3 separate regions of the Drosophila melanogaster genome follow, and regions 1 and 3 are each linked to region 2. Evidence: chromatin contacts called from public Hi-C data. All regions are on one chromosome and are shown on one strand. The core of a region is the stretch at or near the end of the contact, and the rest is flanking DNA. Distances in the headings are between cores, read along the strand shown.

Evidence for each region. Hi-C and Micro-C count contacts between places; a contact is called where the count stands out from the background.
Region 1: a Hi-C map of the Kc167 cell line shows a contact between it and region 2, with 7 times the contacts expected there. A contact is called at or near these places in 7 of 107 Hi-C or Micro-C datasets (the D17-c3 cell line, the Kc167 cell line, the S2 cell line and 2 more).
Region 3: a contact with region 2 is called in a Hi-C map of the Kc167 cell line, with 6 times the contacts expected there. A contact is called at or near these places in 6 of 107 Hi-C or Micro-C datasets (the Clone 8 cell line, the Kc167 cell line, the S2 cell line and 1 more).

What each region holds. Positions count from the first base shown.
Region 1 is chr3L:17,047,733-17,051,386 of dm6, reverse strand. rogdi (rogdi,) reads right to left here and starts at 1,875. Exons shown (of 8, transcript NM_168717.2): 1 at 1,650-1,875; 2 at 750-874; 3 at 1-66. The coding sequence starts at 1,660. TpnC73F (Troponin C at 73F) reads right to left here. Exons shown (of 5, transcript NM_001300162.1): 5 at 2,997-3,422. The coding sequence ends at 3,394.
Region 2 is chr3L:16,802,598-16,806,353 of dm6, reverse strand. It overlaps nudC (nudC,), which reads right to left and starts at 1,360. Exons shown (of 6, transcript NM_001259876.1): 1 at 1,002-1,360. All of the region lies in intron 1 of CG9674, which reads left to right.
Region 3 is chr3L:16,660,237-16,663,947 of dm6, reverse strand. Baldspot (baldspot,) reads left to right here and starts at 2,333. Exons shown (of 5, transcript NM_140652.4): 1 at 2,333-2,477. Galphaf (G protein alpha subunit f) reads left to right here. Exons shown (of 5, transcript NM_079394.3): 4 at 209-306; 5 at 400-1,391. The coding sequence ends at 1,099. It also overlaps asRNA:CR46033.

The DNA.
Region 1 (3,654 bases), core at 626-3,125, 240 kb before region 2:
CTGCTAAGAATCTGCGCTTATGTCCGCTTTCCGCTGCAGCAACGCCAGCAATTTGTATTGTGAGCGCTGTAATTTTGTTTTTATTTCAGTTGTTGTTGTTTAATTGAACGGCAGGGTTGCCAGGTGCGCAGCAGGCGCGCAAACAGCGCAAAATCCTACAAAAATACCGCTTTAATACTAAACTGGTCGCCATGGGCGCGTTATTCAAAATTTATTGATCGTCTGTTGAGAACAATTGTTCTAAGCGGATATTGTCATCGAGCTCAAATATTTGGGTTATCATATGCTTCTCTAAGTGCTCACTTACAATCACAATAAACCACAAAGTGCGAAAACAATAATTTCTTAACTAAAGTTCTTAAAAAAACCGCGTTGTTTCGAAATCAAGTTTAAGTCTAATATAAAATTGCTAAAATAGTATTTTTATAAAAACAAAAGCATTCAGTCAACAGCCTTGGGTACACTGCTTGAAGTACTGCTTGGCGTAACAGTGAGCTGTTAGCTTATCGCTGTTATATCATTTAAATGTTGAAAAAGAGCGAAAATTAGCAAAAATTAAACGATGATGACTGAAAGTGCAGTAATAACAAAAAGAATTCCATCATTTAAATTCCTAACAAGATTTATATCTAGCTAAACCACAATATACCCTAATAATACTCCTCCCGTTCACTAATCTCTGCTAACTTCGAAGAGCACTGCTTGCCTGGGCGCCAAATTCAAATGGCAATGCGATAAGCTTAACTTACGTTTTCTCGTGGGCGGGGGCGTGGTGAGCACGGCGGTTTCCGGCACCGTGTTGAGGACATGCTGAGGATATCCGCTGGTGCTCCGCTGGCGATGGAGTGGCTGGAACGACCAGTTGTTCGTGGTACTTCGAGGCGAAAAGAAAACAGATAAACATTCGAGTTAGTTAGTCGCGAATTACACGCGATTTGTTTGCCCATTCGGTTCGGCCAATTGTGCTTTTCGTTATCATGTTTGCGACCGATTTTGGCTTGATTTGATTCAAAGTCAAGTGCTAATTGGTGGGCCCATTGTTGTGACTCACGTCACAGCCAGCTGACGTCGGCGTCTGGTTTCTGCCGCTGGGCTGCAGAATTTTCCCGTATAGCCAGCTAAAAAATAAAAACCCCTTCAAACTCAACTGCAGCGCGTGTCGCCGGCGAACGGGTGGCGTTGGCTTTTGTTTTCAATCATGGCCTTTTGTAATGGCCACGAAAAAAAAGCGCTTATCAAGCGAACTCAAGATACTCGAAGCAGCACTATTCTCACACACAAGCACCAATTTACAAATGGCTTTATCTATCAGGGTCCAATTTTGTTTTATAATTTATTTGATAAGCCAATGTCAAGTGAAATTAAAAGGCCAAGGGAAGGGCAGGGAATGGCATGGTGTCGATGAAAGGTAGGGGCTCCTAAAAAACTTTATGCCATCATAAATTTTTATTGGCATGACCATTGGCTGCGGCTTTGCCGCTTTTAACACGTTCACATTTCGGATTCTCAATTCTTGATTCTTGGCCACAAACACACAAACACACACACACGCACACGCACGGCGAGTAGGCAAATATAAGCCAAAATAAACAACATTTTGTTAATGCTATTATATAAATAACGGTATAGCCAGTGCTTGCTTTCTTTACCTCTGCGCCATTCTGGATAAATATATATATATATATATATTTCTTTATCAATCGCGAACCGCAATATCACGAGACTCAGCGTCGCAGGGCGGATAGCTTACTTCACTTTGGTTAAGTTGGGGTTGCGTTAGGAAGAGCAGCCCCCCAAAAAAAAAAACAAGCGTCGGTAGCGGTACGTAGCAGCGGTACGACGTTCGACGATCGACGCCCAGCGCTCAACTCAGCGGTATAGCATACCATCCAAATGACGAGGCCAATGCTCGTTGTAGTTAACGTTAACGTGGTTAAGACGGAGCTTTCGGCCAGGCAGCTTTCTTTGGCCGGATCGAAGCTACAAGAGGCCAACTCGCTGCTCAGCTGTTGGTAAGAGCATAACATTTACTTGTTAACAAAAATGGGGCATTGAAATGTGGGACACTGCAAAATTGATTAAAAACTTGGGGCTTAGGTGCTTAGAAAATATACTAAACACTATTTAAACGAAATAAATAACAATATGTGGATATATATTAAATTGTAAATATGTTTATAGAAACTGTAGAATAAAATCAATGTAACTTATTCACAAAACTCATACTAGTTACTGAGAAAAAACAATGATGATCTTTAACTTACTTTTTTGTATATGATCATAAGTTCGACTTCTCTATTGTTTAGTATTTTTTTTTTTAAGCTGTCTATACTAATCACTAACTTAACGAACAAATCTATTGCCATAAACTACATTTTCTTAATTAACAAAATTTTTTTATATTTGAAATATAATTATAAAAACTCTTTCACTGGGCGTTTCTTGAGCGCTTGCAGTTTATAAATAGTTGTATTATTTTAACTTGAAATTCAAGTACCATTTATAAAATTCCTTAGCATTAGAAGACAATACAAATCTGCGCTAAAAATAAGCAAACTGTTTGTATTGATTTTATAGCTCACTTGTTTTGCTCAAAAGGTATGTACACTATATATATAATCGAGTATCAAAATTGGCGGTTTTGTTTATCCTTGGGCAGAAGGAAACCCTAATCCGACAACAAAATAATATAAGCAATAATTTGTCGCTGTGAAGAAAGCTAATGACTAATTGGCTAGCCATTAATTTTAAGTTTTGCTGCTCGGCAAAAAGTATAAATAAGTGAAAGTATAAATAACACTCATATAAGGAAAATAAACTCAGAAGTGCTGGGAAATCCTCTATATATTTCAAGACTGATTAAGATTTATGGCATTTCTCCAGTGCTCAAAGTACATTCTATTTGTTCGCATTATCAAAGCGAAATATATGGACGTGTTTGTTTGGCGGCAAAAAATAATCCATAAACAAATGAAAACAAGAGTGAATTGTTTTTTGGTTTTTTTTTTTCATTTTTTTTTTTTGCCATGGCATAACATTTATTTTTTCGCATACACAGTATTCCGTTGCTTCTTTTAGTATAAAAAAGTAGTACAAAAGTTCTATTTCTACTCGTGTTTGGCATTGTCAAACTGAAGTACGTGGATTTGTTTGCTCCGCGAAACAAAAACAAAAAAAATGGTAAAATGGTTGGGGCAAAATGCAAATAAAAAGCGAAACAAGTGTGCAAACAGGAGCAAACAAACGTGTGTCCAACAGGTGTGCGTGTGCGTCTGTGTGTGTGTGTAGAGTGTGCATGTGTGTGTTGTTTTTTTTTTCTGGGAGGGTGGGAAAGTGGGTGGTGTTTTCCAGGGTGGGTTGGCGGTTGGTGGGTGGCAGACGCATTGCGTTTATTTACTCGCCAGTCATCATCTCCATGAATTCTGTAAATTAAACAAAATGACAGACATTAAACCGATGCCATCGCGCCAGAGCAACCGCTATATGCATTTATAAATAAATATTCCATAAACACGAAAACAAAATGTAAATATGTACGTTATTCCGAGAATGAAAAATGCGTGTGGTGGAATCGAATTTGTGTGTCGCGCCCAAAAATAGCCAACGATATGCTCCTCCATGGGAGCGTTGATCACATCAAGCTGTCATAATCGA
Region 2 (3,756 bases), core at 111-2,610:
GCATCAAAATTAATGACAGCCACTGTGTATCTGTATTTGTGCTTGAGTGTCCTTTATTACACTGAGAAAATATATTGACACCTTAAAAATGTGCTACAGATTATTATTAAACAAAAATCCATTTCACTTATGTATATTTACTGCATCTTAAGGTGAATAAAGTTCTTATTGTCACATTGTATTTTATATTCATGAAAAAAACATTTTTTTCCACCTTCTATTTATAAACGTGGGCGTCGAAGTTTGCCTTACTACGTCACTGCCCCTTGACATTTAAACTTTCTCTCTGCGTGGGTGAGTGTGGGGTGGCAGCTTCCCCAAGTACGCTCTCTCAGCCCGGTTTGCTCTCCTGACATAACGGTTATGCAATCAACGCCGCATTTTGCTATTTTCCCGCACGAAGAAAGGCTTTCACAATTCAATTGCACTTGAATTTAAAGGATAACGTCGTTCTTGCCTTTGTTTTATTACCGCTTAATGTGTGTGTTTTTATGTGCCAGCACTTAAAAAGGATTGTGCAAAACTGAGTGAGCAAATAAAAAGCGTAGACAATGGACTTAAGAAAAGATTGTCAGAGATTTTACCGGAAGTGTGAACCAAGTCTCCTTTTTGCTGCTGAGTGCGTTTAGAGCCCTTTTCGGGCTTATCGCAGATTTGTGAAGATGAAAATGAAAGCTAAACACATTCGTATTCTTATTGAAAAGTCAGCAAAGTAGTCATGCCCCCAAAGCAAATTCCGCATCCCCTTTGAAATTAAATATGTTTTGCGGTCTCGCTTGAAATATGGTGGCGCCGCAAGTTTGGTTTATCGGTTCAGTGAGTTCCCGAACGGAAAACTTTTCAATTGCGTCGCAGCCTCTAAATTAAATCAGTTATATTGATGGTTATTGCCTCCACCAATTATGATAGCATTATATTAATCAGATTACTCTTGATGCCATAACCTTAAAAAATAAAAGTTTTTAAAACCAGTAAAATTTTATTTGTGTCCTAAAAAATACCTTTTCTGTTGTCATTCATTGACTAATTCACTGATCAGCAGTTAAATGTGCAATAGAAACTGCAAGGAACATGTTTTAAAGCTTTTCGAAAACGTCAAAATGTTTTTGACATAAATGTTTGCTTGTTATGTTTTTAAATGAGTTTATTTATTATTAGATTTAAAGCGTCTGTCCAACAATATGCTGAAATCCGTCACAAATTGATTAAGCAAATTCTTGTGAGTATATTTGGCTTCTGTGCTCCTGACTTTTAAACAATTGCGGTTAGAACTGATTGATATTTCATAGGGAGGATTACGTATGCGTAGTTGAGTGGATTGCTGATAAGCACGGTCCCGAGTTCTCTTATGACAAATAGCAAACAGAAGCGACCAGAACTCAATACCCGGTACCCCATCGCTCCCCGCTGCAATTTTCTTGGTTTCCATTTACATAACTCTGTTTATCTAGACATTGCGAGATTGGGGGGGATTGCGAGGGCCTGGCAACGTACCCAAAATGTGCAATCCCATCCCAACCAGATACGGTCATTGGAAACTAATGTAAATTGCGATGTTGCTTGTTTATTGACTGCAAACGATAGTCCCGTCGCAATTAGCGGGCGGTGGTGGGGAGCGGACCGCACCTATGCCATAAATAGCAAGCAGCTGCGATAAATTTCTCCGGACAGACAGAAATTTATGGGGAAAATAAACTGAGCAATTGGAAACTTTTCAATGCTAAATCATAAGAATAAGTGCTTGGTACGTAGTAAAGTCCAAATATTTCTGAAACCATATTTAAAGAAGTTAATTTAATTAAATTTCTTAATATCTGAAATCTAAACATGAATGCCTTTGATGTTTGACAGTAGTGCACGATTATAGAAGCCATGATAATTGACCATCGATTAGCACTTATCATATACAAATTTAACTTGGACCTTCAATGGTTCAAGTTTAATTAGTTACCAAAATATTTTACTTTAGTGTAAGAACGGCCCTTCGATCTATTGATCTTTATCATTTAATCAAAGCTAAAGTGAGTTATCAGCAAATTGACTGATTTTTTGTTATTATAAGGGCTTTCGAACAAGGCTAATTATCAGCTCTAGAGCCCGCTGTGAGTGTAGATAAAAAAGTTCTCATAATTGTAATTACTAATACGTAATTCCGAGGCGCAATAAAAAAACCAACCGCAAGATGCACAGTTGATTCTCTAATTAAACACGCGACCGTCCGATAATGAAAACCAATTGTTGCTATTTTTAAAGCAATTGAGGTGATCCCTTTCGGAATCGGAATCCGCGGCGAAAACTTTGCACAGCTGACTCAAGTGCACAGGTTGGAGGCCATAAAACAACGGGGGTACCAATGAAGTTGGCCCCGACTGCCTGATAAGCGCCCAGCCGGGTCAGATAATGCGCATTTATAGCGGCAATATAACCACCCCCCCAATGGATCCCCCTTTTCAATTTTGGCCTAGGCTATATCGTAAATCGCTGGAAAATAAAGTTTATAGCGTCGGCGGCTACCGGAGTTGGGTTTTCCACCGTTTTTTTTAGATTGTGCAACGGAAGAAAGTTCTTGGGTGGGGCTAATGGTCTTGTCATTGTGTGGGATCCTGGCACCCATTAGGACCGCCTATTGTAATTATCCCACGATAATGGTCCCGTGGCATGCCCCATCACTTAGCGTACTAACCACACGCAACGTTGTCGACGCATAATTTATTTGTTTATTTCTGCGTTCGGGGTTATTGAAACTTGTTGCCTGGTCTTGTTTACATCATAAGTATATAATATCTGCGTTGAATATCTATAGATGTGCGTACTTATCGTAATGCACGGATATCTCTCCTATGTTTGTGGATGTGGGCCACACGCGGCTGTCGCATTTTGGGCTTTGAGCCAATGGAACGCAATGGTGCTGGCTATATCTATGGCTACATATACATATCTCTCCGTATCATCCGGTCGCTCCTCCATTGTGCGATCTATTCTCATCTGGTAGTCTGCAGACTTGTTTGCTATATTCAATTTCGTTTCTTTATTTTTTCTCCTCTTTCCTTCTGTCGAAATGGAAGTGAAAATATTTACGTTGACTTGGGATCGGACTTAAGAACAGGGTGTCTCCACCAATTAGTAGGAAATAATTAAACGAACTAACTGCTCTCTTAGTCGGATGAAATGTCAAAACAATTTGCAAATGCCATTCGACACGTGATCGATAATTCCGCAGGAATTTATGTTCCGACCGTCAGCGGGCTGGTTCTTATGGATACATATATATATCCGTTTTGCCAGCATTATTGTGAACTCTGAAAATAGCCATCTATTGGTCTGACGCACTCGGAAAGTTATGCAATTAGAACGGCGGAAATTTGAAGGAAATTAAATAGGAATATTGATAAGTTGTCAATCCGGATGACAGATATGAAGTTGTGAAAAGGTTTTTAAACCTCTCATAGATTTGAAATCCATTTTTATCCTTGCGTCATGATCAACACATAGTGATTAAGCATTTGTTTTTGCGGTTTTCCATGAGTATCTAATATATCTTTGATGGCTTAACGTGGCTCTTTTGCATATTTTATCTCTTCTATAATAAGAACATACGACTTTACTACAACCTTTGCTTCTGCACACACAAACGCAGATATGCGTTTTATTCAAGTCATGATTATCAAGTTTTATTGACTCTCTGCGGTGCCATAATAAGCTACCAAAATTTCTTCTTTCGTATATCGTACTTTTTGCGACTCGGTTTTGATGTTA
Region 3 (3,711 bases), core at 1,084-3,583, 140 kb after region 2:
CACAATCTTGGCGTTTATGATCCTTATCATATATTCAGCAAATAGAATTTTTTTAGACGGTTAGCTAGACAATTTTACTACCGGATTAGCTTTTCGTACTTGTCTGTCCAAGCGGCTTTTGCAATCTTCCGGTGAAGAGTTGATGTTATTTTCCATCACTGACTTGAAAACAATACTTAATTTTGGGTTACTTTTTTTGTATTTTTAGGAGTACTGCGACCACGTCACTACTTTGTGGAACGATGTGGGTATTCGCGCCTGCTATGATCGCTCAAATGAGTTTCCCCTGCTGGATAGTGCGAAATAGTAAGTATCTAATTGGATTGATTCAAAATCAGATTTCTTTCCCATTTATTCAAAAAAAAACCTTACTAAAGTTTGAATTTTTTTTTACCCCAGCTTCCTGGACAACTTTGTGCGGATCAGCGATGCTGAATACATACCCAGCACCGAGGACATTCTGCACAGCCGTAAGATCACCACCGGCATCTCGCAAATCACCTTCCGCGTACCCATTCCCAAGAGCATGGGTGGTGGCGAACAGCAGTTCCAAATGTACGATGTGGGTGGCCAAAGGGATCAGCGGAATAAGTGGATTCAGGTATTCGAAGGCATACAGGCCGTATTGTTCCTGATCTCGTGCAGCGAGTTCGATCAGAATCTGCGCGAGGATCCCAGCCAGAATCGTTTGCAGGAGGCTCTGAAGTTGTTCAGAGCCGTGTGGCAGAATCGTTTCCTCGCCTCCGCCGGATTGATCGTGTTCCTCAACAAGTACGACATCATGGAGCGAAAGATTCGGGCCGGCAAGCACATTGTGGACTACTTTCCCGAATACGAGGACTTCTGCAAGAGGCCGCAGCAGGACAATTGCTTTGGCGAGAGTGACTGGACGAAGATGTTCATCAAACAGAAGCTGGTGGATATCACACAGGAGCCGTTCAAGCGACACTCACGGAATCAGGTGGATCTGGGTACCTCGGAAAGGGAGTGCTACTACCACTTCACCGTCGCCACGGATACGCGATGCATCCGTGATGTCTTCTGCGATGTCCAGAAGATGATCCTCTCGGAGAACGTGTCCAGCATGGGCCTATTCTAGTCCAGATCCCGTTGCGGATCGGAGAGCTTCTCAATAAAGTTAAGGGAGGGCTGTCCTCAGGCCCCCACCAACTGTGATCTAGTAGGATATGACTTACATAAGTAGCCATGTAAGACCGTAGATCGTAGTGGCAACCGTATGTTGCACAATGGCTGGTACAACGCTTTAATATATTTAACTGCATTGGGTGTAGAGGAAGAATCCTCATACCGAATGCTCTCACTACTCCTTCAACCAATGTCTAAACTCTAATAGAATATAGCATCTACAATAAACCAAAACACACCCAGACAATTTGAGAATGAGTTTTAAATATTTTTGCACCCAAAGTTTGGGTATTTGGGTCCCATGCAACACAAAGTGTAGCATACTTCAAAGGGCACACACGCTTTGAGCGATCTGATGTTGCCATAGGAAAGGAAAAGAAACCATAGTTGTTTTACTTTTGATCAAAATAGTTTCCCATTCGGAATACACCATTCTACTCTTTATACAAGAATATATAAGCTTCGTATTAAAACATTTTAAAATATAAAAAACATATTGAAAGGCAAAAAGTCATAGTGATCTTTTACAAAATATGCGCTTCTTATTCAAATTAAAAAAAAAGCTTATTCCACTTAAATGCCGTTTATCGATCAGAGCGTTATATTTTGTACGGTCGGTCTTAAATTTAAATGATGGAATCCACATAGTTCTTTACCATCGCTTAACTAATAGCCAAGTTACACACCAATGAGCTGTGGTCCTTACCTAATACCCATTACTCGTAAAGTGATATGGTATTTAAGTTTTGTGTCTACGTATGCAACACGAACAAAGAATCGTTACTTTCAACCAAATCAAAAAGTTAAATAAAGATCGATCATCGTTTTAACTTTTACCAGCTTACGTTCTCCCCAAACATTTTAACGATTCATGTCGGTATAACCATAAAACAAAAATATTCCTGTATAACTCGCGATACTGTTTAATAATTTGGGCATACAAATGCATCTTGCTACGCTTAACCAAAGACACTAGTGGCTTAACTGTTCCTTGCAACATAAGTAAGTTTGACTAGTACCCAATAGGAGTGGAACCAGTGTGCATAGAGCTCCACCCGCACGCAGCTAGATGTGACCGCACGCGAGCCGCAGAAAAATACCGCGATGGCAAAAGTACCAGCGCCATGATTGGTACTAAAATATCTCCTATATATAAGTATAGCGATAAAGCAGCCGAACCGCCAGCTAAACGTTCAGTTCGCTTTGCGCCGGCAAATTCGATAGTTTTTTGAGTTTGCTGAACCGAGTCGCTGGGGCAGAAGTGTGTGACAGCCAGCCGTGTGTGTTGTGATCCAGCCAATTGATACTGCGATAAGAGGCGGCGAGCAAATGTAATTACCTCATAGACATCAGCGTTCGAAAATAGTAACCGTGTTTTCTGTGATATCTGTGTGAGTGCGTGTTCTCGTTGATGTTTTGCGGTGGTTTGGTTTCCTCCTTATTTTGCGCCCCTTTTTTCTCATCCGATGCTGCGAGAGAGAACGAAAGAGAGGAGAGGCAAAAACATATTTCCCAGACATTTGCTGATTTAACCGAGAACTTTATCGATTCAGCAGGAACCAGAATACGAATGGAAAAAATTCGGCAAAGATCGCGTGTTTTTGCGTGAGAGCAAAGTTAGGGCGAGGAGGGGCAGTTTGTTTTTCGGAAACATAAAAACCGCTAGGAGCATCGAAAAAATTTCACTAGAAATTTTTGAAAGCGCTCGCGCAAAAAACCGGATATGTTACTCAAAAAGAAACAACAGAAAAAGCTTCCAAATCAAACCAAAGCGAAGCTTATGGCAAAACGAAATCACCTGTGTGTGCGAGAGTGAGTGAGAGTGCGTAAAAGTGTGAGCGCGTCGAGTGTGTGTATGATTAGTCGCGTGTCTGGCATGCAATTAGGCATTCAAACTAATTTCCCTCCCACCGGCAAGTTGCCCTGTCTCATTTGTATTTTGCTGGGTTTCGCTGTTTGCTTATGCATTCCTTCAAGTTCTTTTAATTCGCACGAGACTTTCGTGGGCAGAGAAAAAGAGGAAGAGAGAGCGCGCCAGACTGGCGCTCTCTGTAAACTACCACAATTACACTTTCCGTTACAGCCACCCCCTCACTCATGTGCTCCCAGAACACTGTGAGAAAAGTGATGTAATAACGGGGTAGCTTACAGGACTCAGAGTGTCCCTGGATTCAGCTATTAGTATTGTGATTTCAAGATATAAAAGTAGAATGTTAAAAAAAACCAAACTCGGAGACTCCAAATGTATTTAATTTGTAGTTTTAGTGTAGTTTTTCGGCTAGAGATTTTGGGGATCTTAAAATTCTCACATTTAAATTAAATATTTAAAATAAAACTCATGCACATTTAACTAAACTTAATTATTAATGTCAAGATTTTACCTCCGATTGACGAGCAATGTTTCTCTTTGTGTATCAAGTTGTTTGTGTATCCATTTAAGCTTCAGCACGAGGTGTGAAAAGTGTGAAAAGCGGAAGAATGTAGATGAAGATAACCACAAAGCGTGCGCCATTCATGAAAGCGTTGCACATCCCTTGCAGAGTGAGCAAGAGCGGGAAGGTGTTT